Linked DNA regions of Hordeum vulgare: region 2 is linked to region 1. The links are chromatin contacts, called in public Hi-C maps. All regions are on one chromosome and are shown on one strand. Each heading gives the region's core, a stretch centred on a gene start, on an enhancer-like site or on the middle of the called end of the contact. The rest is flanking DNA. Distances are from core to core; before and after follow the strand shown. Region 1 holds the start of LOC123428005 (serine carboxypeptidase-like). Region 2 has its middle 45 kb from the start of LOC123430936.

The links. A called contact is a pair of places that touch in the nucleus more often than the background predicts.
Region 2: a Hi-C map of leaf shows a contact between it and region 1, with 5 times the contacts expected there. The contact joins the enhancer-like site here to the promoter of LOC123428005 in region 1. A contact is called at or near these places in 2 of 6 Hi-C or Micro-C datasets (leaf and seedling).

Annotation. Positions count from the first base shown.
Region 1 is chr2H:624,397,839-624,404,411 of MorexV3_pseudomolecules_assembly, forward strand. It overlaps LOC123428005 (serine carboxypeptidase-like), which reads right to left and starts at 2,148. Exons shown (of 9, transcript XM_045112148.1): 1 at 1,669-2,148; 2 at 1,391-1,562; 3 at 1,136-1,255; 4 at 682-825; 5 at 441-591; 6 at 152-240; 7 at 1-67. The coding sequence starts at 2,036.
Region 2 is chr2H:624,557,202-624,563,283 of MorexV3_pseudomolecules_assembly, forward strand. No RefSeq gene overlaps it. Among protein-coding and RNA genes, the nearest start is that of LOC123430936, 45 kb to the left of the region's middle. Within about 2 kb of position 2,845, at least 1 of the 3 cell types and tissues checked has open chromatin away from gene starts, as enhancers often do. A contact at or near this core is called in leaf, where this site is marked.

The DNA.
Region 1 (6,573 bases), core at 898-3,397:
GAAACTTCTCCAAATTAGAAAAATCATAGCATAGGCTCCCCACACATGGCTTCCTGATGTCATAATACTGCAAAGATGAGGTGATCAATCAGAAAACTTCAAAAAATAAGGAAGAACCAAATAAACTTTTGTATTTTACCCTTTACCCTACATTTTTGTTCCCGATTATCAACCTGATGGAACTGAATATTGTATTGCATACAAAATAGGCAGCAAGGCAAGATACAGTGCCAGAGGTACCTGAAACATAAGATAAAATTAAGTTCAATATATACATGTTATGAGGTATGTTAGAGTTGGGCTTATGCCTTTTCTTGTTTTGAAAAGAAATTGGCACAACAAGGCAAGGAATGATGTTAATGAACAGTGCCTCCAAGAGGCCAAGTTGACCAATGCTAGAGATTTACACACAAGCAAACCAGGAGTCTAGGAATAATTACCACAAAGCTTGACAGCAAATTCACAAACAGGAACAACTTTATTGATCTTGTTAAATTCTGACTGTGTGATTAAACCCATATCCAATGCATAATCGGTGTATGCCTTATACTGTATCGCTGGATCTGTAAGTCCATTACCAATCGCAAAACCCTGAAAAATGAACAGCAAGGGTGGATTCAAGCGACAAAAACCTTTATAACACAGAACAGTATGGATAAGCCCAGAAAGAGATGACCAAACCTTCAAATTGATGTGAATGCCCTCATTGTTCTTGTTCCCCTTGTACACCCTAGTTGCAAAGGCAGGAATGTAGTGCCCAGCATATGACTCCCCAGTTATATAGAAATCGTTTTCAACATACTCCGGGTGCTCCTTGAAGAAGGCCTATCAAAAATTCAAAATCGCATGCAGAAAGACACAATGAACTTATGAGAAAAAACACGGAAGGCCATTTTTGCATCTTTATTGCAACTCACAAATAAGGGTAATCACTCTGTTTCACCTCAACTCTTGCATAACTAACCTTGTCGCCACAATAGGAAGCACATTAACAACACATATGATGCATGTGTACTTCCTACTAAATATGCTTACCGACTGGGAATGCATACCAAATATTTCAAGTCCATAATACTTCGTAGTGAACTAGCAAGGGCTTATCTTCATTTATCAGAATAGGAGCAACTATAATTACCTGCAGGAAGTCATATAGGTCGTTGCTGACGCCCGCTTCATTATGGCGGGTATCGTGCGAATCAGAGCTGTAGCTGAACCCAGTCCCAGTTGGCTGATCAACATAGATAAGATTCGACTCCTACAGCAGCCAATATCCAATTCCAAACAGAGAGAAGATTATACATACATGGTTCTAAACAATTAATCTCTAGGAAGAATATATATCACACAGATTGATTGATTAGTACGCAAACTGCCTGTACATATAATATACCTGATCCCAGCCAAACTCATTCCAGAGCAGCGACATGTTGTCCGCGATGTGGAAGGGGCCATTCTCGTAGAAGAGGGCAAGCTCGCTGCTGCAGCCGGGCCCACCCGTCAGCCAGATCACCACGGGGTCCTCCTTCTTGTGCCGCCTGGATTCGAAGAAGAAGTAGAAGAGCCTACACGCAAGAGTGGCAGATGTCAAGACACGGGAACAGGATCCTCACGGGCAAGGCAGTACTAAGGAAGAGGCCGGCCGGAGACTGGACGAGTGAGCTCGCTCACCTGGCGTCGTGGGTGGTGGGGAGGCGGTAGTACCCGGCGTGGTGCCCGAGGTTGCTCACCGACGTGTTGCCGCCGCCGTCGTCTCCGGCGACCAGGGACGCGAGGCGGATCGGCCTCTCGACGATGGTTCCCGCCGGGAGAGCGTCGCCGCTGCCGACGCCGCCGGGGCGGCGGGGGAAGGCGTCGCGGGGGTGGAGGTTGAGAGCGCGGATGAGGTCGGCGCCGGCGGAGCGGGGGGTCTTCGGGGCGAGGGAACGCGCCGAGGAGGGGAGGCGGAGGAAGGCCTCGTGCTCCGGCGCGGCGGCGGCGGCGGCAGCGGCGGCGAGGAGCAGAAGCAAGAGGGCTCGAGGCTGACCAGTGGGTCCCATGGCGACTGGTGGTGGTGCGGTGACCTGAACTGACGGAGTTGTGGGAGTGATACTGCTAGGAGTAGATCTTTTTGGCCGGTTTCTGCGGCGACGATGATGATGGTGGGCCCACCGGTCAGAGAGGGTCGAAGGCATCTTTTGACCACGTAGTAGGAGCACAAGGGAGGGTGCGCGTCGTCCACGTGCATCGGCTTCTGATGATTCTAGATTTTCAGTCATCATCTCATGGTGCGTTTCCAAGTTCCAACTCTGCCCCTTGCTTCACTTGATATCCCAAGGGGACACCTAGCTCCAAAGAATGAGATTTTCAGTCGTCATCTCATAAATCGATTTTATGTTTACTAGCAAAAGGGCCCACGCGTTGCAACGGGAGAAAAAAAATATCACATGTTTTTAATCTTTTTATAATTATTTTGATTTATTAAAATAATAAGCTAAGAGCATCTCCAACACACGCGCGAAAAGGGGCGCGCGCGGTAAACCGCCAGTTTAGCGCGCGCGGGACGGAATGGCGCGCTCCAGCGGCGGCGGGAAAACAGCGCGCGTGGTAAGTGCTTGCGCGCGCGCGAAAAGGCGGCAGCTCGCGCCATTTTTGACGCGTCGCTTCGCGCGCGCCTATAAAAACGCAGCTCTGCCGCTCCCTCGCGCCGCCACCGCTCCACTCTCTCTCTCTCCCTCTACCTCTCGCGCCGCCGCCGCTCCAGCGCGCCGCCACCCCTCCAGCGCCCCGCCCCCGACGCGCCACCATGCCGCCGCGCCGCCGTTCTGCGTCGGGCTACTGTGGCGTCCGCGAGCGCCCCAACGGTAGGTTCTACACCGAGATACGCTCCGGCGATCTCCGGCTTAGCCTTGGCACGTACGACACGGCGCACGAGGCCGCCCGCGCGTTCGACGCGGCGGCGTGGCGCATAGGCAGGCCGCGCCACCAAATGAACTTCCAGGACGTCTACACGCTCCAGCAGGCGTTAGACGTCGCCCCGCAGCCTCGTGTAAATTCCGCACAAGACCGTGCGGAGCACACTGCGCGGCAGCGCCGCCTCCTCGTCGCCCAGGAGGACGAGCGGGTCATGGCGGAGTGGCGCCGGCGCCACCCGGAGGACGTCGCCTACGAGTAGGGTTATTAGGCAAGGCGCCGCGAGGAGGACACGCGCTGGCGCCGCGAGAAGCAGTTGGACAGGCGTCGGCGGAAGGCATTGGCGAGTGCGTAGGCCGACATCGTCAATGCAGGCGGGAGCTCCTTCTTCACTGAAGAAGACGAGCGTTGGTTCGACATCTGGCTGTCAACCTCTGACGACACCCACGACGATGATGATGGTGCAGATGATTGGAGCGACTGGGATTAGTTTTTATGTTTTCGAACTATCTAGCACCGAATTATCTATCTATGTTTCCGAACTACCTATCAAGTTGCAATCTATGTAAAATAACTTTGTATGCTTTTTTATTTTAATGCAATCTATTTATTAAAAAATGGTGTGCGCGCGCTGCATTTTTGGGCACTGCTGGAGCGGCGCGCGCGCTGCATTATAGCACGGCTGCTGGAGCCAGCGCCTAACCCACGCTAAACCAGCCGAAGCGCGTGCGGCAAACGCATTTTTTGGGCGCGGCGCGAAGCGCGGCTGTTGGAGATGCTCTAACTAACTAATGTAGTCAGTCTTATCCTATTTTGTTGAGAAATCAACCCGTTCATTGTTAATTCCACCATGATGAGAAATTGAGCGGAACAAGCAAAGCAATACAAAGATGCTACGTGAATTGATCAATGGATTGTTATCTTATTTCACTCATGGGGTAGAGAATGTGGGATCAGATGACAAACTGAAGTTGGTGTTCCATTCTCTGTCTCTACAACAATGCAATCTTACATTCAATACATTCATTCATCAGCAAACAAATTCCCACAAGACAAAATTTCTTGTCGGTGCTTGGCACACGGTTGGAGGCATGGGGAGGGGATCTCACCAGATGATGAGTTCCTTTCGGAGGAGAGGATACGATGAGGGGAGCAAGGGTTAGGCGCCTCTATCTGGCCATAAGGAGTCGTCATTGCCGTGCCATAACCTCGGAGTTCCCCGTGTGAGCCATGGAGGCCCGCTTCCACCTGCAAGTACTTCGCTCCACCGCGCCTTATCCGCGCGTCGCCGCCGTTCTGCATCGAGCAGACGCATCATCCCCATTCACTGTAGCTGTCGCGTTGATTTGATCCAGAAGCTGTGCTCGAGCGCCGAAACGGGGGCAGCAAGCGGGCAGAGGTACGGCCGTAGAGGCGGGTGGGTGGAGATCGACAACAATGGTGGTTGAGGCCGGCCGCGTCGGCGAGTGGTGTGGCAGCGGCCTGGGCACAGGCCAAGGTGGACCAGGGTCGACGCGATGCGCTCGAGCGCCGCAACGGGGGCAGTGAGCGGGGAGAGGTACGGCCGCGGAGGCGGGTGGGTTGAGATCGGCAGCGGTGGCGGTTAAGGTCGGCCGCGGCGGCGAGTGGTGTGGTGGCGGCCTGGGCACATGCCAGGGTAGTCCAGGGTCAACGGGAGGAGGCGATGCGTACGAGTATAATTTTTGCAGCGAATCATTTTTTCCTTTTACGTTGCAGATAAATGATGGAGCGCGGGTTGAATAACAAAAATTACAGGCGCTTTTTATAAAAATGTCGCGGTGGATTTTCCGACGGAAGCAATAACCGCTTTATTATTAGGTATAGATATGGGCGAGAAACACAAAAAACAGAACTCAACATCATTTAATAATAAAAACAAATTAAGTCCAGTGGCATTTCAGACTTTTCATTGCATGTATCACAAATTAGCTGGAGGGGAAAGACCTGAAAAGAACTGGCTAGCTTATTTTCATGGATTTATTTTTATAGCAGCTTATCTAGGGCTTATTTCTATAGCAGCTTACTTGCATAGAGCTACTCAAAAGAATATGCCCTAAGGAGTTGTGGAAAGCCCATGAGAATCGGGTTAAACTCAACTGCGATGGGAGATACAAGATCTGGAGTGGTGGCTCGAGATGACCGGGGTCCTTCTGATTTGCGAGATGCTCTAAATATCCAGCAAAGGAGGACCCTTTTATAGCTGAAATCCTAGCTTGTCGGGATGCTGTGAAACTAGCTAGGGATAGATCACTGTCCCATGTGATCATGGAAACGATTGTCGGTCCATTTACACTATGCGGTATCAAGGAGATGGCAGGTCTGTCGGAGACCAAGTTTATAGGTAGATGTGTTCTTATCTTTTTTTACACAACTCTTGTATTATGGATGTAATCCTGAATTCCTGATTGAGTCTGTTCAATCAGAGATGTTCCATTTGAATAAATAAAATGATGGAGTGGATCTCAAAAAACAAAACTCTTTCCCTACCAAAACATTTTTTTCTAGTGTTCAGCTAGCCATTGGTCAATCTCCAGCCAACAAGCATAGAGCATCTACAACCGTATCTTATACCACCCCGAACGTGTGCTACCGATTAGTGTTCAAACGCAAAAATGTCACTTAATTGATCTTTTTATAGCCAGCTCAAACGCCCGAACTGATCGATACTTTTCATATCCAACCCAAATCTAAGACGGATATAAGGATGCTCTGATGCACCTAGGCACGTCCTCCACATCGGATCGGTTCACGCTAGCCTACCCGAACCCACATAAAATGGACCATATCCGCACTTCGGCCGAAACACTAGTTGCATTTTACTTCACTCCCCTCCCCTCCCCTCCCGCACTACTAAGCTCTTCTCCGACCAACTCCGGCATTCTCATCCATTGTGGAGCACGGATCCGACTATGACACGTCCAGATCCGAGGACTCGGAGCTCATCCCTTGCAGCCTAAAGGAGCAAATGGCCGTTCACGTTGCTCTCCAACGCTCCCTGGAGGAGTATGCCCTCCCACGATCTTCAGCTAGCCGACATGAATCCATCGACCAACTGGCGGCTGGATCCGAGACCAGAGGATCTCATCGCGCATCGCCGACAATGGTCACCATGACCACATGGTGCAAACTCGCCATGCCGACAGAACCTTTTAGGTGGCACCTCGCCCTAACGGCGTGGGGCGCCCAAACAGAGGCCATTTGCGCCTCCATGACAAGACACAAAATCTGAACAGGAGGCATGGCATGGCCGTGTTGGAAATATGCCCTAGATGCAATAATAAAATAGTTATTATTATATTTCTTGTTTCAAGATAATCGTTTATTATCCATGCTATAATTGTATTGAATGGAAACATAAATGCATGTGTGGATATATAGACAAAAGAAATGTCCCTAGTTAGTCTCTAGTTGACTAGCCTGTTGGTCAAGGATGGTTAAGGTTTCCTAGCCATAGACAAGTGTTGTCACTTGATGACGGAATCACATCATTAGGAGAATGATGTGATGGACAAGACCCAAACTATAAACGTAGCATATGATCGTGTCATTTTGTTGCTATTGTTTTCTGCATGTCAAGTATTCATTCCTATGACCATGAAATCATATAACTCACTGACACCGCAGGAATGCCTTGTGTGTATCAAACGTCGCAACGTTACTGGG
Region 2 (6,082 bases), core at 1,595-4,094, 160 kb after region 1:
CATCGTCCAGGGCTGGACGTTCTTGAACGCGATTTAGATGATGTGTAAATTTATATTGTCATATAAACAAACTGTTGGAAGGCATATAGACGACCCTTTGATGAGCTGTTGGAGATGCTCCGACGACCTCCCTCGCCGGTTAACTTAGGATACCATCTTTGATTCACGTGATTTTAGAAACACAATGTGGTGGGAAAACAACAGGCCATTTAATTAACTGTCACAGTACATTAGTTGGATAGATATTTAGGACAGTAAAACCGCACCCAAACCGAGCTCTCTCACGTACTGAGTGATATCGACCGTCGGATTTTGCTTTCAAATCGTTCCTGGCCGTGAGATCACCGTTCCAGCGCAAGTTTCCGCGATCTGGGCCTCCTGTCCTAAGGGGCCGCCACTCTCGTGACTTTTTCTAAGCGATGTGGTTGATTGGGCTTCGGCTGGTATTGAAAGCCCATTTACAGAGCAATCTGTCGCTGACTCGCTTCAGTCGTAAAAAAATGACTCACTCTAGGGATCCAGACGAGGTAGTCGATGCAGGCAGGATGCGGCGGCGTGGTGCGGTTGGGGCACAAGCAGAGGCGACGCTCGCGAGGGTATCTGACGCGGGAGGGAGGCAAGGCCCTTGAGCGACAGTGATGGGGCGATGCCAGTTGCTTCGATGGCCTGCTGCACCCACTCTGCCATCACAATTCCTCATTGATCAGCCTGTCTCGGGATATGCGGCGGCGAAATCATGGCGATGAAACTTGACGTGCGCTTTTGTCAGACTAACTGCTGCTTGTGGTGGACATGAATTGTTCTCCATTTGCCTACTTTTTTGCAGAGCTTTTTTTCATACGATTGTTTCAGATACATCTCCCATTTTACCCATGCCCTCTGTTTCTGTATTTTTATATGATGACTGTAAAGACAGGTTAGGACTATGACCTATTCTGTAACTGCTCTCCCACACATCTCCAGGAATACAAAATAAGAGATCGAATGTATTTGCCGCTTATGATGCTCTAACTGCTTAGGGCATTGGTTCACGGCATCATGCTCTTCTTGAGCACGTAACACCCAGCTTCTACTCTGGTTATTTTAATAGTACATCATTAGCAGGGAGTTATTATCATTTAAGCCTTCTCATAGGATATTGTTTTAGTTGTGTGATCACAGGAAGTGTTAAGGCAATTTTATGGATTGTTAAGGCAATTGCAAAGATTGTCTACTTACGCATCCCCAGCTAGGAATTTCTTTGCTGGTATGAAGTCACAACTTTGTTTTCCTTTACTAAGTATTTCCCTGAACTTGCACATCTTGATATTCGTGATTTCAAAACTGAATGCAACCCAGCTTCTAATGCCTTTAGATTAGTCTATATTTTGTTATCGTGGGAAGCTATAAAGTTTCTTGACAATGGAAAGTATGATATTTCTTTACATGGAGTTCTAGAGCAGTAGAATGAAGGACATATATGCGCATTAGAAATCGAGAAAGCGTGATTTCAGAAAATACCGGGAAGGAGAAGAAATAGTTAGAACCATCAAATAATCCAAATCAGAATGAAGAGGATCGTAGGACACTTCATGTACAGCTCATCAACAATTTACTCTGCTACCTATTTATCACACATGCTCCGCTATCAAGGCTTTATAACTTTTCCTTTCAAATATCAAATGCTTCTACCGTGCCAAATATTCTCCCGTTGATGCCATTAACCATTAGTATCGGGTGAAATGACTCTTGCCGGTGTTAATGTGTAAAAAAGAATTGCTATAGCAGATACACATTTATGACCAGCACGTACGATCTACCTGGGTCCGGTTCCTTATCAATATCAATACTTGTCATCACATTCTGATATACATTGTTTCAATCCCAAGTACATAGGCTACAAATCATCTACATTTAGGCCCTGGATGGAACCACCTAGATTATATAATCCAGTTTTTATGATCTATTATGTTTCCAAACGAGACAACTTATAGTGTAGATTATAAAAACTAGATGGATAGATTATTAAAAACTCATAATCTACTCTATACCAGCTAAAATCAGTTTATGGATTGCTAATGACCCATTACCCTTGTAAAGTTGAAGATAATAACATTTCTACCACCGCTACCCACCTTTTTAAAAAAAAACAGAGGGTAGACAGGTCATTATGCAATGTAATATAATCTGGCCTCCAAACATGTTCACCTAGATTATTTTTATAAACCAGATTATATAATTTATCTTCATAATCCAGATTATCATAATCTATTATGGTTCCAAACAGGGCCTTAGTTGACTAAGATTTTCTTTTCTTGATGGTCTGATTATTTATCTCAATATATTTTTATAATACGATTGATCAATTTAGTTTTCCCATATATTTTCAACTTCCCATACTATGGATGGTACGAAAATATATGGATCTGTCTTATGCATAATTTATTTGTTTTTCTTAACTAATGTATTTTCCAAATTTTCTATCAGTTTATTTAAAAAATGAATGGGCGCGGCAACGCGCGCCATCAACGATCTAGTAGAATTGTAAGGTGACCGTAAAACCTTAACTTGTGACCTTGTCGGGAGATCTCTGAATTAGTCAACGTAACCTCTTGCGGTTTCCACCTTCGCCTCGATCCTTGAATGTTGGGGGAAAACGGTTCGTGATTGGACCATGTACACAGGACTTGTTCAAGTGTGACAGCGAACGGCATATGCTGTGAGAACGTATCAGACAGACGGAACCAGCGATATTGAAGCTAAGAAAGTCGTCGGAATCGCGTTTCTCTGTCACATACGCTATGCGGCAGCCGGCCGGCCCGGCTGCGTACGTGTGGATTCTTTACGCTCTCCCGTCAACCTCCAGCAGATTGATTGTGTCCAGATAATGTACGAAAATGAGGGGAGACAGGGGTTCTCCCTGTCGAAGGCCCCTCCCATGCTTGATAGGCTTGGATGGCACCCCGTTGAGCAGAATCCTGGAAGAAGAGGATCGCAGCAAAGCAGCAAGCATATCACTGAATGTAACAGTAAAACCACGGCGAGTGAGCAGTCAAGGAGATAGTCTCATCTGACCGAGTCGAAAGCCTTTTTAATGTCGAGGTTGAATAGCAGGATGGGATTTCTCAAGCGATGCATTTTCCAAGCTATGTTGCGGAGTACTGGAAGTTATCATGGATACTCCGAACCACACTAAGTTCCAGCAAAAAAGACAAATTTTGGGATGTAAAAATAGTTTATTGTTTATCGTACTGTTTTGAACAACTTTGTCTTTTTTGCCATAAACTCCTTACATGTCCGAACAAGCTGAAATTTAGCACAAATATCATGCATTGGAACATCTTCCATCTAAAAATATTTATAATATTTTGAATTTTTAGTATTTTTAATATACTATTCGTGGGATGCAAATGAGCCTCATCACCGAATTGAATATCCGAAAATAGCTCGCTATAGAGAAATAGTGTCAACCTGAAAATTTTGATATGTAATATATCACACTATAGCGTATTAACTGGGACATTGTATACTGATTTTATTTAACGTGCTATTAGTGATGCTATATCGCGCTATTTTTCTCAATGACGGCCTCCCTCGCCGGTTAACCGAGGATACCATGTTTGATTCACGTGATTTTGGAAACACAATGTGGTGGGAAAACAACAGGCCATTTAATTAACTGTCACAGTACATTAGTTGGATAGATATAGAATTGTAAGGTGACCGTAAAACCTTAACTTGTGACCTTTTTGGGAGATCTCTGAATTAGTCAACGTAACCTCTTGTGGTTTCCACCTTCGCCTCGATCCTTGAATGTTGGGGGAAAACGGTTCGTGATTGGACCATATACACAGGACTTGTTCAAGTGTGACAGCGAACGGCATATGCTGTGAGAACGTATCAGACGGACGGAACCAGCGATATTTAAGCTAAGAAAGTCGCCGGAATCGTGTTTCTCTGTCACACACACTATGCGGCAGCCGGCCGGCCCGGCTATGTGGATTCTTTAGGTTCTCCCGTCAACCTCCGGCGGATTGATTGTGTCCAGATAATGAAACAAATCGGGAGCTGGCGTCTACCTGAGTGCTACTATGAATTTGAAATCTCTCTCAGAATAAAAGTACTAGTCGCTGCCACGATTTGGTAGCAATCAATTTCTCTCAGCTATTCTAGTGGCAGCAATCAATTGGTTATCTGGTTTGACCGTTGTTTCGCTTTCGCGTTTAATCTGCACGAGCTGGCGTACGTATACTAGTTTCTTCAGACAGATTTGACCACGGACGTACGGTAGGAGTAGTTTCTTCCGGGAAGGGGGAAAATTGCATGGTCAGCTCAGCTCAGCTCAGCGGTTCCACTTCGTTGAAACTTCCACCTTGGGGGAGGAGAGCCGAAAATATTGGGCTTGGCCTTGACCATCGGTTCGTCCGTGGAAACTGAAACAGTAAGTGAAAATGTCAGCCTCGGCTGGGCATCATTTGACCCTGTCCAATCCTCATCCTCGAACCCTAGATAATCTAACATAATCTGGTCATCACTTTCAAGCTTCAAGTCAACTGCGCGCGAAAGTGTGTAGGTCGATCGATACCCCCCACCTACCTCCCACCGTCTCTTGCATGCGGCCTCATCTTGTGATCATCTTACTACTCGTTTCTAAATATAAGTCTTTCAGAAATTTTAATAGAGATTATATATAAAACAAAATAAATAAATCTATTTTTTTAAATATGTTTATATACATATGTATGTAGTTCATAGCAAAAAAATTAAAAAGACTTATATTTAAGAACGGACAGAATAGTTGTAAATTTTCGTGGGGCAGGCACCAAGCTAGAAATTCTGTTTGTATGAGGTAGTCCCATTGAAATTGCCCCTCTCCCGATAAATCCAAACGGTGCTTGACTAATCTACACCCAATGAATAGTAAAACAAATAAATACTCCCTTCGTTCCAAAATTCTTGCCTTAGATTTGTCTAGATATGAATGTACCTAGTCACATTTTAGTATTTAGATTCACCCATTTCTTAACAAACCTAAGACAAGAATTTTGGGGCGGAGGGAGTAACAGAGAAAAGTTCAAATGATTTGATTTTTCTTTGTCATTCAATATGCTCAAATGTGTGATGTCCATGGAACAAATTCGGGGTTTTGGACATTCGAGGAGCTCGTGGCAAAAAAAAATCGACTCCGGACTATTTTTTTAATGTTTCTCAGACACCCAAAAATTGTCTTTTTCCCACTAGCTCGTCAAATTTTGCACAGACACCATACACGGGTTCATCTGACATTTTCTTTATTTTTATGTTTTTATTCTTCATCTTCGGGCCTAAGTGAGCCCGAGTGCAGATTTGCCACTTCTCTTTTCTCGTTTCTTTTATTCGAATGAAGGTCCTTCATATGAATTAAGACGCATAAAAACTATAGAAAATAAAATTCAACGAACATTTATAAAACCATTTTAGTCGAAATGGACCCATTTTATGGACTAATTTACGCCTAATAATAATAAAGAACAGTGCGTTTCACCAATTTTTTTAGTCCATCTCGAAGTTGATAGTAATTACCCATCATGCCATCAATAAGTCGCAACAATACCCCCTTTGTTTTTTTTCATATGTAATCTATTTCCCGCTGTGTTCAACAGCAACGAGGCGCATAAGGGCGATCCAATTGAGCTGGCCCAACAATGTGTCATTCAAATAAATCAAGAAATACAAAAACAAGCTATGTGCTCGACAGGGATCTAACCAGGACCGTCCGGTTGGTGAGTTATCGCAGGTAGCCACTTGAGCTCACGAGCTTTGGTGTCTACATTTTCAACACGCATAAATAAGACCTATTAAAAGCAATAGATCTAAAATATGTTTGAAATTTGAAACACAATTTTTTAGAATAATTTTTTTTTGAAACACGAATATTTGGAATTCATGATTTTTTATTGAACTCCAACATTTTTGAAAACAAGAACAACTTTAATCTATATTTTTTAAGGGTATTTTTTTTATCCAAGAACAGTTTTTCAAATGGGAAAAAAATTGCCATTCAAATCAGTGAAAAAATACCCCCAAAAAAGCTATGTGTTTGACAAGGATCATCTCGCTTGTG